2 separate regions of the Mus musculus genome follow, and region 2 is linked to region 1. A link is a contact called in public HiChIP or PLAC-seq data. All regions are on one chromosome and are shown on one strand. Each heading gives the region's core, a stretch centred on a gene start, on an enhancer-like site or on the middle of the called end of the contact. The rest is flanking DNA. Distances are from core to core; before and after follow the strand shown. Region 1 overlaps Gm52045 (a long non-coding RNA gene). Region 2 overlaps Gm34196 (a long non-coding RNA gene).

Evidence for each region. HiChIP or PLAC-seq counts read pairs in DNA pulled down with a chosen protein or histone mark.
Region 2: a contact with region 1 is called in an H3K4me3 HiChIP or PLAC-seq map of embryonic forebrain, with 4 times the contacts expected there. The contact joins two enhancer-like sites. A contact is called at or near these places in 1 of 39 promoter capture datasets (hippocampal neurons), 1 of 484 Hi-C or Micro-C datasets (neural progenitor cells), 2 of 115 datasets of contacts at active chromatin or transcription factors (astrocytes and embryonic forebrain) and 2 of 9 other capture datasets (embryonic tail and embryonic trunk).

Annotation. Positions count from the first base shown.
Region 1 is chr13:83,870,231-83,875,952 of GRCm38.p6, forward strand. It overlaps Gm52045 (a long non-coding RNA gene), which reads right to left. Exons shown (of 3, transcript XR_003950631.1): 3 at 2,546-2,993. Among named protein-coding and RNA genes, the nearest start is that of Gm52045, 10 kb to the right of the region's middle. Within about 2 kb of position 2,816, at least 47 of the 459 cell types and tissues checked have an H3K27ac peak or open chromatin away from gene starts, as enhancers often do. A contact at or near this core is called in embryonic forebrain, where this site is marked.
Region 2 is chr13:84,636,734-84,641,838 of GRCm38.p6, forward strand. The region is part of intron 2 of Gm34196 (a long non-coding RNA gene); the gene reads right to left. Among named protein-coding and RNA genes, the nearest start is that of Gm34246, 36 kb to the right of the region's middle. Within about 2 kb of position 2,703, at least 20 of the 459 cell types and tissues checked have an H3K27ac peak or open chromatin away from gene starts, as enhancers often do. A contact at or near this core is called in embryonic forebrain, where this site is marked.

The DNA of each region.
Region 1 (5,722 bases), core at 1,566-4,065:
TCTGATATTTGATTTCTTTATGGATGTTTTACTAACTGTAAAACAGTCTTAAATGTGTACAATATAGAACATCTCTCAAAAGTTTTTCTATTTCACTATAAATGTAAATGTATACAAATTAATTTATGGCTATATTCAGAAATATTTATTAATAAAATTTTAGAAAGGCTATATTAAAGAACCTCTTTTCTGAAACTTAATGTATCATTTATATGAATCTATTTATTAACCAAGCAGTTAATAAATGAACATGATGAGTCTATTTAGTTTTACCTCAATTTAATTTGCACACATACACATGTACACACACGCGCGCGCACACACACACACACACACACACACAACACACACACACACACACACACACACACACACACACACACACACACACACACAGAGTCTAACTCAACTAAACATGAGTACAACCAAAGAGTATAAATCATTGCTATGAGAAGAGTGGTGGTCATCTTCTGTGGAGAGATACTTCAGCATTATATATGTATAAGTTTCAAATGTTGACAAATATTATTGTAAACTAGGTCTGCACATGAAAAGTGAAGAAAATCAAGACAGTCCTTTGTACAGTTCATGCTAAATCCTTCACTTTTCCTTGCAATAAATAGTTGAAGCACATGTATTTTACCCTTGAATTATTTGGATGATTGCATCAATTCTTTAGTTTGTGTTATACATGTATATCGAAAGAAACTGTGTTTGCTGAAAGTGGCACTTTAGAAAACATCCCACTACAAAGGTGAATCTTTTAACAACATTGTTATGTTTTGGGTTTACTATACCAGAAGATTTGTTTATTAATCAAACTGGGACCTTAACAAGGGGCAAACGTTTAATGTATTTTCATAAGGAATTATTTCTAAGCAATAAACAATGATATTTAATGATTTAACATACAATTATACATATGTGGTACAAAATAGCTTCTTCCAACAACCTCTGGATCAATGTCCCAGTATCCACCCTTGTCATTTTTTACTAGCAATACCCTCAAACAATAGGTCCTGCTGATTCTTTAGAGAGTATTCTGGTATTGCTTTAGTAACAAAATACTGTACAATATTTAACTGTAAAGGTTTGATCCTCAACCTGGAATCATGAAAGTGTTTGCCCGAGAAAAAGAGAATTCTGAATTTGTTTGATTGGAATGAGGAGTGACATTTTCAATCAAGCCAACTTTTAGTGACTTTATTGTTAGTACATTTAAAAATATGGCTGATATAATGACTTGAATGAACAGTTATTTTGTTGTTTTTAGTGATGGCATGAGAAGTGGATAATAATTGCCCCTCTATTGAGACATCTTGATACCATTCACGTTTACTCAGCTTAAACTTAAGCTGCCACTCAATCATATTGTGGGAGTCTCTATGTCTTCAATGTAACTATTACTATACAGTATTCATGACAAACAGTCTGAACAAGAAAAAGGATTCCTACTTCATAATCATTGTAAATATGAAATTGTCAAGCGAGTCCTAATTAGTCACCGAGATAAAGATAATGTGCAAGTCTCCAAGAGGTGCAACTCACTTAGAACAAAATTCAAATATGCTCCAAAGAGATTAGTGTTTCAGGTCCCTACACTTAATAAAATTGGTGGACTATGTTTGCCAAATAGTTCTGTCAGGCAAGCAACCATAGTTTAAAAGTAATTAAGCAATTTTGCCCTCATCTTAAAATGCCATGTGCAGCAGCCCATGCTTTTGTTGGTTTGAAGTGTATAAGACACTTGATGAAAGTATTGTTAAGTAAAAAAATCCATACAGTATACTTTTTAAACTTCAACAGGTAGAGAATCATTGTAAAACTTGCTTAAAAAAAAAACATCTAGCAAAGCATTTGATTGTTTAACGTTTTTATTATTCAAGTTCTTACCATTTCATACTACTCCCTGGAGAGGGGCTGAGGAAATATTAAAAATACTATAGAAATATAAAGGATAAGATATTTGTCACTCTTGTTTAAATTGATGTATGCTGCTGTCCTATAAACGTCACATCAGATAACCCTGAAAAATTACCATGAATCTCCATAATTACGCATATTCATGATGGTGTTTTGCATACTGCTAACAGCCGAATGCATGTGGGGTGGGACATGAAGGGGGTAAGAATGATGTGACAGATTAAAATTATTACCAGTATCATGGAAATAGACATAGCAATAGTACCATTTTGCTAGGGCTTAGTAAACAAAGGCATATCATGAAATTGTATGTTAATTAAATAAGTAGACATTTTTCTTTTACATATTTTTCCATAAGACACTGACAGGGATAAACTGACCAGAAATGTCATTCTTACTTGAAATATGCTTTTATTTGCCATAAGTTCCTAGGTATAAGGCTATACCAATTGAAGGAGGAGTGTGCTTTACAGCTTTTTTTTTTTTTTTTTTTTTTTTTTAGGATGGTGCTGGGGCAGATGGAGTGAGAGTGACTTTCAAGCTCACTTAAATATGGGAGTTCTTATATGTCTGACAAACTCTTGATGTCCTGAGTGCAAAATATCTAGGTATGTTTCTTGTCTTTTGATAAATATGAAACTAGTTTAATGGTAAACTATTAAAATGCTCTAAGAGACAGAAAAGTTGTTGGGTTTCTATCTAAATAGATATTTTGTGCTGAGGCAAAGAGCAGAGTTAATCTGGGACTCTAGAAGTAATTATCCACAGAGTTTGGGTAATACAAATGCTTGGGTAAACAGCGACTGTTCTTTCCACACGATTGCCAGTAGAAACAACAATACTGGTATTGTCCTCCACTTCTCATTAGGGGAACTTGCGGAGGGGGTGCTGCACTGCGAGGCGGATGGGAAACTGACAGGCAAACTGTGCTGGGAACAACTCTCCTCATCCCACTACCATAGGCTCTGGCTTTTGGCATCAGGAGTGCCAGCTGCATCAGGAGAAGCCAAGCTTGTCATACCATCTTCACATCAAATCTTCAGGGCACAAGAGCCAGAGCATAGTTAGAGCTTAATGAAGAAACAAATACAAAAGAGAAGATTAGGCCTTGTTAACACTTGCATTCACTTCCTTGTATTGAAACTGCACTGGGAAGGGTGTCTTATAGAGCCCAGTCTTCTCTTCAGCAGAGAAGTTACATTAAGGATGTACTTTTGTATTGTAAAAGGGTAGGGCAGGGAGGGAATCTTTCAGTACTCCTGTAACTATCAGCTAGCAAATTGTTTTGTCAAAAATGCCATATGACACAGTGATGTCCATGACAACTGTCAAAATTGGTAAATAATGCTTTTGAAATTTTTATATTAATAATATTGGCCTCACTGCCATGTAAGGCATGTATATGTGGTACCAGTACACTTCTTTGAAAGACTAGGTTGTGAAATTCTGCCCATTGTTGGGAGATAGGAGCCTCCTCAATGGCAAGGAGCATTCATGTTTTGTGGCACTACATTAATTTTCAAATTAGTTGTATTTGAGAAAAAAGGAATCATATTTTTGAAGTTCTCTATAAAGTATCTGGAAAGTTTGACAGCAGAATGCTACAGTTATTTTTTTTTTTTAATTGTTGTCAGCAGTCAGTCAACTACACAAAGGAGTACTGTGTACAGCTAGGATGCAAAACCTGTTTTTGTTTATGCTGTCTACCGCTATACTGTCCTAAAGGGAACACTTATACTTAATGGAATAATCTGCTTTCTCCTCCACACTTCCACACTTGTGCACAGGGTCTTCTCAGAAAAGTCACATCTCTGGTCCTTACACTGTAGACCATGTTGAAGGGAGGCAGGTTATTTGTGAAGGGATCTGAGAGGGTGCACGTTGCTGTATTAGAAGTGAAACACTTGATTTTTACAAAGTCTTCTAAGTCTTAGACACAAGCGCAATGATATAAGCTTGTATGTATGTCAACCTTTGCCTGATCTGTAGAAAAAAGTAAAAATATGGAGAGCTAGGAAGTATTTCAGGAAGTAAGTTCATGGCTGTACTCCCCATAGTCATATACAACTATAGATCAAAGCACAATGCAAACTTACTGCTAAATGAGTTTATTTTATAAGAAAAATACTTAAAATGCACTACAGAAATAGCTGAAAGAAAAGTCATTTCACATCACCCTGTATCAATCCAAGTGAATTCACACCTACTCTTACATAGTGATAGAAAGCAAAGGTGTGTAGTGTAGGTTTTACTTCATAAAGAAAGCTCAGCCTTGTATATAGTTGGATGTTACAGTTCATATGTAACTACCAAATTATGTCCCCACTTTTGAAGGCCATTCCTTGAATTTTCTCTTGTCTAGTATAAATGTGTTCTTTTTGTTTTTTTTTTTTTTACTTATATGACTAAAAGAAAAAACTATTTCTGTAAGACAGAAATGATTTCTTCTGTTCTGTTTGTATCTGATGATACCATCAAACAAATGCCGTGTATCTAGACCTACTGCAATTTTGCTGTTTGGGGTCATTATATTTGCATGATGTGATTTTGTCCATGATATATGTATATCAAATACACATATTATAGATTTCATAGTCCACATACTCCTTGTACTCTAATATCATGGATGTCACCAGCCTAACATGGCTGCTTCTTAAGACCTGGGGTCATGTTGTAGGGAGATGACCTCATCAAAAACACTTCTCAGAGAAAATTGTTACAATGAAATCATTATTCAAATGATGCTTGGTATTTTTTTTTTTGCATTAATTCTCCCATGTTTTCAGACCAAGGACCGCTGCAACCTGAATATTACTGCTTTTTACGTATTAACTTTATTAGTGATCACCATAGTAGTTTATAATTAAATTTGTCAAGCAGATACATATAGTGTCTCCAAATATATTTGGTTAGTACTTTACTGTTAATACAACTTTGTGACAACAAATAAATGAGACTTTTTTTCTGAACAGTAGAACTCCTTTAAATATTTTATTAATTTTATTAATAACTTCAATATTAATTTCTGGGATTAATTTCTCATACTGCCTACCAACTTTAGCATCTGTTACTTAAGGTAAGTAGAGAAAATATTCTACCAATAGAGTATTTAGAAGAGAATCTCTGCCTCTGTAATTCACTGCACTTTAAGTAGAAGATTGTAAGATGCATAGAACATGTATAATGCATCATAGATTTAATATATACACATAATATCATTAGGGTGATATATACAATAACATTTCAAAAGATACAGTAATAGACAAAAGTAAGTCCACCTGAAGAACAGAATAAACGTAATCGACAGATGTGTCTGTTATTGATCTGTAATCATTGCTTGTTTGTAGTGCATGTATTTAAATATTTGCCAGCCAACAGTGAACACTAGTGATCTTTCTGTGTGAAATGTATTGTTACTGGAGTCTTTTGGAGGTAACTAGCGCTTTGGTGGCAATGATGTATGTGCTAGTCATCTGGCCCCATTTTACAAGACAATATGAATAAGAGTATATTTGTGTGCAAAGCTTAAAGCTTAAAGAAATTAATCTTACTTTTTAAAAACAAAAGATAAAATATATCTTAATTTATATCTGCAAATATTCTCTGTGAATTTAATTAAAGTTTCCCTTAAGACAAGTTAATTTTTATGTGAAACATGTGAAGAATCAATTTTTTTTCAAAGTACTGAATATCTTGTCTAGTAAAGACAGTTCAAATATTAACCCCAAATTTAATGTGCAGCGAAGCTGTATGTCTGGACAGTGGCTATTCCTCTCTTCACTTTTGTGGATTTTAATAC
Region 2 (5,105 bases), core at 1,453-3,952, 770 kb after region 1:
AGTTGGGAAATAGAAATTATAAATGTGAGAATGTCATTTTAGGTGGACAGACCGATACTGCAGCCGCAGCGAACAGTAAGCATCCTGGGTCTTGATCTTTGTCTTGCCCTAGTCTATGAAGAAGTCTACAGACAAATCCACATATCCAAAGCTAGAAAAACAGAATATTTCTCAAGCTCTTGAATAGGCATGTCTTTAGTCTGAGGCTACAGAGGAAAAAAAAAACACACATTAATGATGTGTTCCAGAGATAGTTTGTGAACAGTACAATCTATAATGAGGTGGCAGAGAAGTTTTCTTTGTATTCAGAAGAAAGGCCCAGGGACAAGCAGGTCAGCAGTGACAAAGGGGAGAAGCAAGCCTATATTTTCCCTTGCATCTTTCTTCTTTGCTAATTAAAACAAAATGAAAAGGCTAAATTGTTGGAGATTCCATGTAAAGATTTTAGGATAATGAGTTGGAAATTGGTCCTAGATGTTGGGACAGGTTATTGAAAATTGTGACATGCTTTCTCCATTTTCTGACTAAAGAAATTCCCAGAGATGTACAGAAAACTACTACAAACTCTCATGTCAGTTGAGGCGAAGATGAAAATGTACACAAGGTAGAGAAATGGCTACAAAGTTTGGAAATATTTTGGTAAGATGTAACTTCTCCAGATCTATCACTTACATATTAAGAATAATTAAAATGAGTCACTGTATTTATAAAGCTTTGCTTACCACTAACTAGAGAATAGTTATTGCCATGAATAGATAACATACATGACTCGATAAGTTTTGTCTTTGATTTCAAACATTGCAATGATTTCCACAATGAAGCAAATGTTGAGATGAGTATGAGCTGGAGATTTGGTGAGATATGAAACAGGCCTAGGAATCTATTTTATGCTGGAGGTTCAGTACCTGGGAATTCCAGTTGACTTCAGGGTGTTCATTTAGGCTAGTCAAGGAATGGACACATGTCATATGAGTGACTCACAAGGAGTTAAAACTTACTTCATATTCAATGTACAGAGAGGGACACTCCAAACCAGTAACAATTGAGAGAGGAAATTTATCAAAATACACAAAAGCCTTTTTATTTTTCTCTTTGACCAGAGTTTGGCAGCGTGCCTGTTTTCATGGGAGACTCTTGCTTATGATCTTTCCAGGACACAATATGCTACTTTTCTTTTTAACTTTACAAGTTTAATATGAAAATATATTTACAGAACTACTTATACTTTATCTTATTTTCATAACAATGCTTACTAAAATAAATCAGAAAAAATATTCTTTGATTTTTGCTTTTTAAAACACCATGGAATCCTAGGAACTGTGGATGTAGTGATAGAAATAAAAGACTATAAAAGGGAAAATTTTCAGTTCCATAGAAATTTGGGGAAATACACTCAGAGTACTTTGAGATAAATAATATTAGATCATTTGGAATTATCTATCATAGAGCATATCCCTCTCTCTGGTGGTTAGAACATCACCAAGCATGTGTTGGTTTACATAATGAGCAAGATTAAAATAACTTCTAAGAGTCCACATGCTGTCAAATTTGCTGCTATTTTTCCATATGAAGCAAATCTCAGACATTTATTCTCCATAAAATAGGTAAAAAAAAAATCAAAAGCCCTCTAATTGGTAGAAATTCTCAGGGCAGGTCTATAAAGTTCATTAGTGCTCAGACATTTAATAAGCAAATGTCTGCTCAGGGACACCAAATGGCCTCAGTTCCTATTGAACACAAGTCTCTTTTCAAACCATTGATGTGAAATGATTCTATTGACACTAGCTTTTGAAGAAAAACTTTAGTTGAAGGGAACTATGTCCAACATTTATCTCTATTGGTGGATTTTTTTTCATCTTATTTATTCTTCTTTTATTTTGTATGTGAGAAGGAAAAAACAAAGTCAGATCAAACACGCCTATGGAACAAAGCACCAGGATTCACACCAGTGTGCTAGGAATGGGAAGATTTTGCTCCCATTCGCTCTGAAAGGCTCTGATGAATTTTCCCATACCCTATGCACAGGAACAACAGTGGATGCCTCCTCCACTGGAGCACGATGTCTAAGAAATGCATCTCTCACTTCATTTCCAGTGTCCATGCTTTCCTGGACATGTACCTTAAGCTTCTTTTTCTCTTTCAGTTCCTTTCATTGCCAAAACGAAAGGTAACTTTGGGAGTGAACATGAGTAGTGAAACTTAGCTCTGGAGACAAGCAGTAACTTTTCATTTCAGAGTTTTGAAAATAGCTGGTTCTAAATTGTTTAGACGGACTGTTTTTACTTTGTTATGTCATGATATCAGTTGAGTAGAGACGGCCTTCTAGACGTTGCACAGTTTCTCGTCTCTTTGAAGTCAATGCTCACTACATCTCTACTCTCTGCTGGTCCTTTAATCAGTGTCCAGTCTGTCTGATGAGAATAGCCCCAGGATGGAGCCCGAGACCAAGCCATGGGCAGCACCCCTTTGTCCTACTCACATGGATGGGACATGATTCCACAGGATTAGCCAACAATTATATGCTCTGAACTGATCAATTCAGTCAATTTACTGTGCAAAGTAAATTGATCCTTCAGAACAAAGGTTTCTGTCAGCAGGGAGCTACCTGAGAAAGCAGCATGCCTGTGTAAACAGTTCTGTCCTTCTCCCAGTGTGGAGTGGCCCCACGCCATATGGTGCCACTATGAACTTATTAGCTGACGGATTAACTGATCTCTGCATTTGGGATCCCCAGTTTCCAGCTGTGAGAATGATTGATGGGCTAACTACTGCTCCAGTCTTGGAAGTTATTTCCTCCATTTAACAGAGTCAAGAAGACAGAAAATTGCCCCCTTTGTAAATGCTAATCTCACCACTCCTTCGAACACCCAACATAGCAATTTATTCAAGGCAAAGTCTTAAAATTGGTATAGTGCACATCAAATGCATACTAATTAGCAATTTCTTTTGAAGGCTCCATCACTTATTAAGGGTCTCCTTTTCCATATGTTCATCATGCCCCACTTCACCCTTTAATTACAAAACAGCACTTTCAACTAATTGCGAGAAGGTATATTGTGCCTGGAATCTGTATTACACACTATACCTTCTGATGCCTAATTTAGGGTCACATGGAAGGCAGACAGATAAGCAGGCGGAAAAGCTCAGAACCATCATCTGCAATTTTAGGCATATTTGGGCATTGTCAGGATGAATGTTTCATCTACAATGGTGTCTAGGACACTCTTCAGTGGACACTGTGCAGAAGAATGGGGTGAATATTAGGTTAACAATTGGGATCTTTTCCAGATTACAAAGATTATTGGATTGGATTATTTAATCCAACAGAATGATATTACATTTGTTACTTTACAATTTCTTCAATCCCAAATGTTGAAAAAAAACTTTTAAGTCCAATAAGCAGTCTTTTAAGTATAATAGCTGGATTATAGAAGGAAGAATTTTGCAAAATACACTGGAAGGATGCTCAAAAGAAATATTTCCTGTTGTATAATGGTGATGTTTTTCTTTATTAAACCACAGTTCTTATGCAATCTAAATGATCCTAATGGCTATCCCAATTATTGGTCTGCCACATACAGTCTGCCAATGTCACCTTCATCGCAATGCTGAGTGCTAAAGAATGGGACCTTTCTCTTGCTCCTTTTATGTAGTAGTCCCTGAAGAGACTCTGGTAATAATTCTTCCTTCTTAATGTTGGTCCTGAAAGCATTGGTGCAAGTTTAGGCTTCACGAATACTCAGGCTGCAAAATGATGATAGAATCAAAAAAAACTTGATTCATGGTGGTCGAAGATCAGGTGAAGTGTGACCCACACTCCAAAGGAAGTTCATTTTTCATAAGCTCCACAAACTTGATGTCATCACACACACCAGCAAATCAGTCAGGCCCAACCATCCTAAGTTAAGATCATTTCAAGTTAGTTTTCAAAACTGTTCCTAATTGTGAACTAATAGATGGGAGACATAAAAAGAGTGTAAATGGCAAAAAAGTCCCATTTTTTATGGAAAGAAAATTTAAGGACTTTTGAACAGATTTGGGATGTTTGCTGCCTCTAGCCACACAGCCTTTTCAAATCTGAGTTTCATCTCTATATAATAATCATTATTGCTTACTACTAATATTTTATTTTCTAAGTTCTCAAGTTTAGAATTGTCTTACTTGAGATTATGTTCCCAACTGTTATTGACCTAGGATTTTGTTGCAGGGTTTTTGAGGCTGTAATTTGGGGATGATTTGCTTTTGATTCTCAGCTTTACAATCTGGGACTCCTGGTGGCAGTCAGAATTCACTTCAGAGCTTTAGACTAAGTCTGGCTGGCTGGTTTATGAGTCTGCTAGGAAGCAAAGCTGAGGTCTGCTTCCTGCACTTACAGGCTGGGTTGGCATCTATAGTTTATCAACTATCAGCAATACACTCTTCATTCTTATTTTTCTTTTCCCTGAAGAGAACATAAAAAGTTTACTTAATATTTTTATAGAATTTTAAAACATAACCCCAAAATTCATATGAAAGCACAAAAGACCCCAAATACAATTTCGAGTAGCAAGAATGAAGTTGGAAGTACCACAATGCCAGAATTTAAGGCATATTGCATAGCTATAATAATAAAGACAGCCTGGTACTTGTAATAAAGATAAATACAGGCCCATGAATCAAATACTCAGAATTAAACCTATAGCCAATTGCTTTGCAACAAAGGAACAGCATATACCAGAGAACAGAAGGTATGTTCAATGAGTGATGCTTGGAAAATGACAGCCATGTGCAGCTTCACAGCAGTAACAGAATATTCACACAGCACAACAGGTGCTAATAGGGATACAGAGGAAAAGCAAGTCCTACCCACTGTAGGTGAGAATAGAAAATTACTATAGAAGTTACAGGGAACAATATAAAGTTCCTTGCAAAACCAAAAATTGGATCAATCACAAAGTCCAGGAATTTTACTTCTGGACATATATTCAAAGGAAATGAAATCATACCAGAGAGATATAAGCACACCCATATTTATTGTAAAACTATTTAGAATAACTAGGACATAGAACTATCTTGGGTGCCAAATGGCAGATGTCTTGATAAATAAAATATATTATATGTTTTAT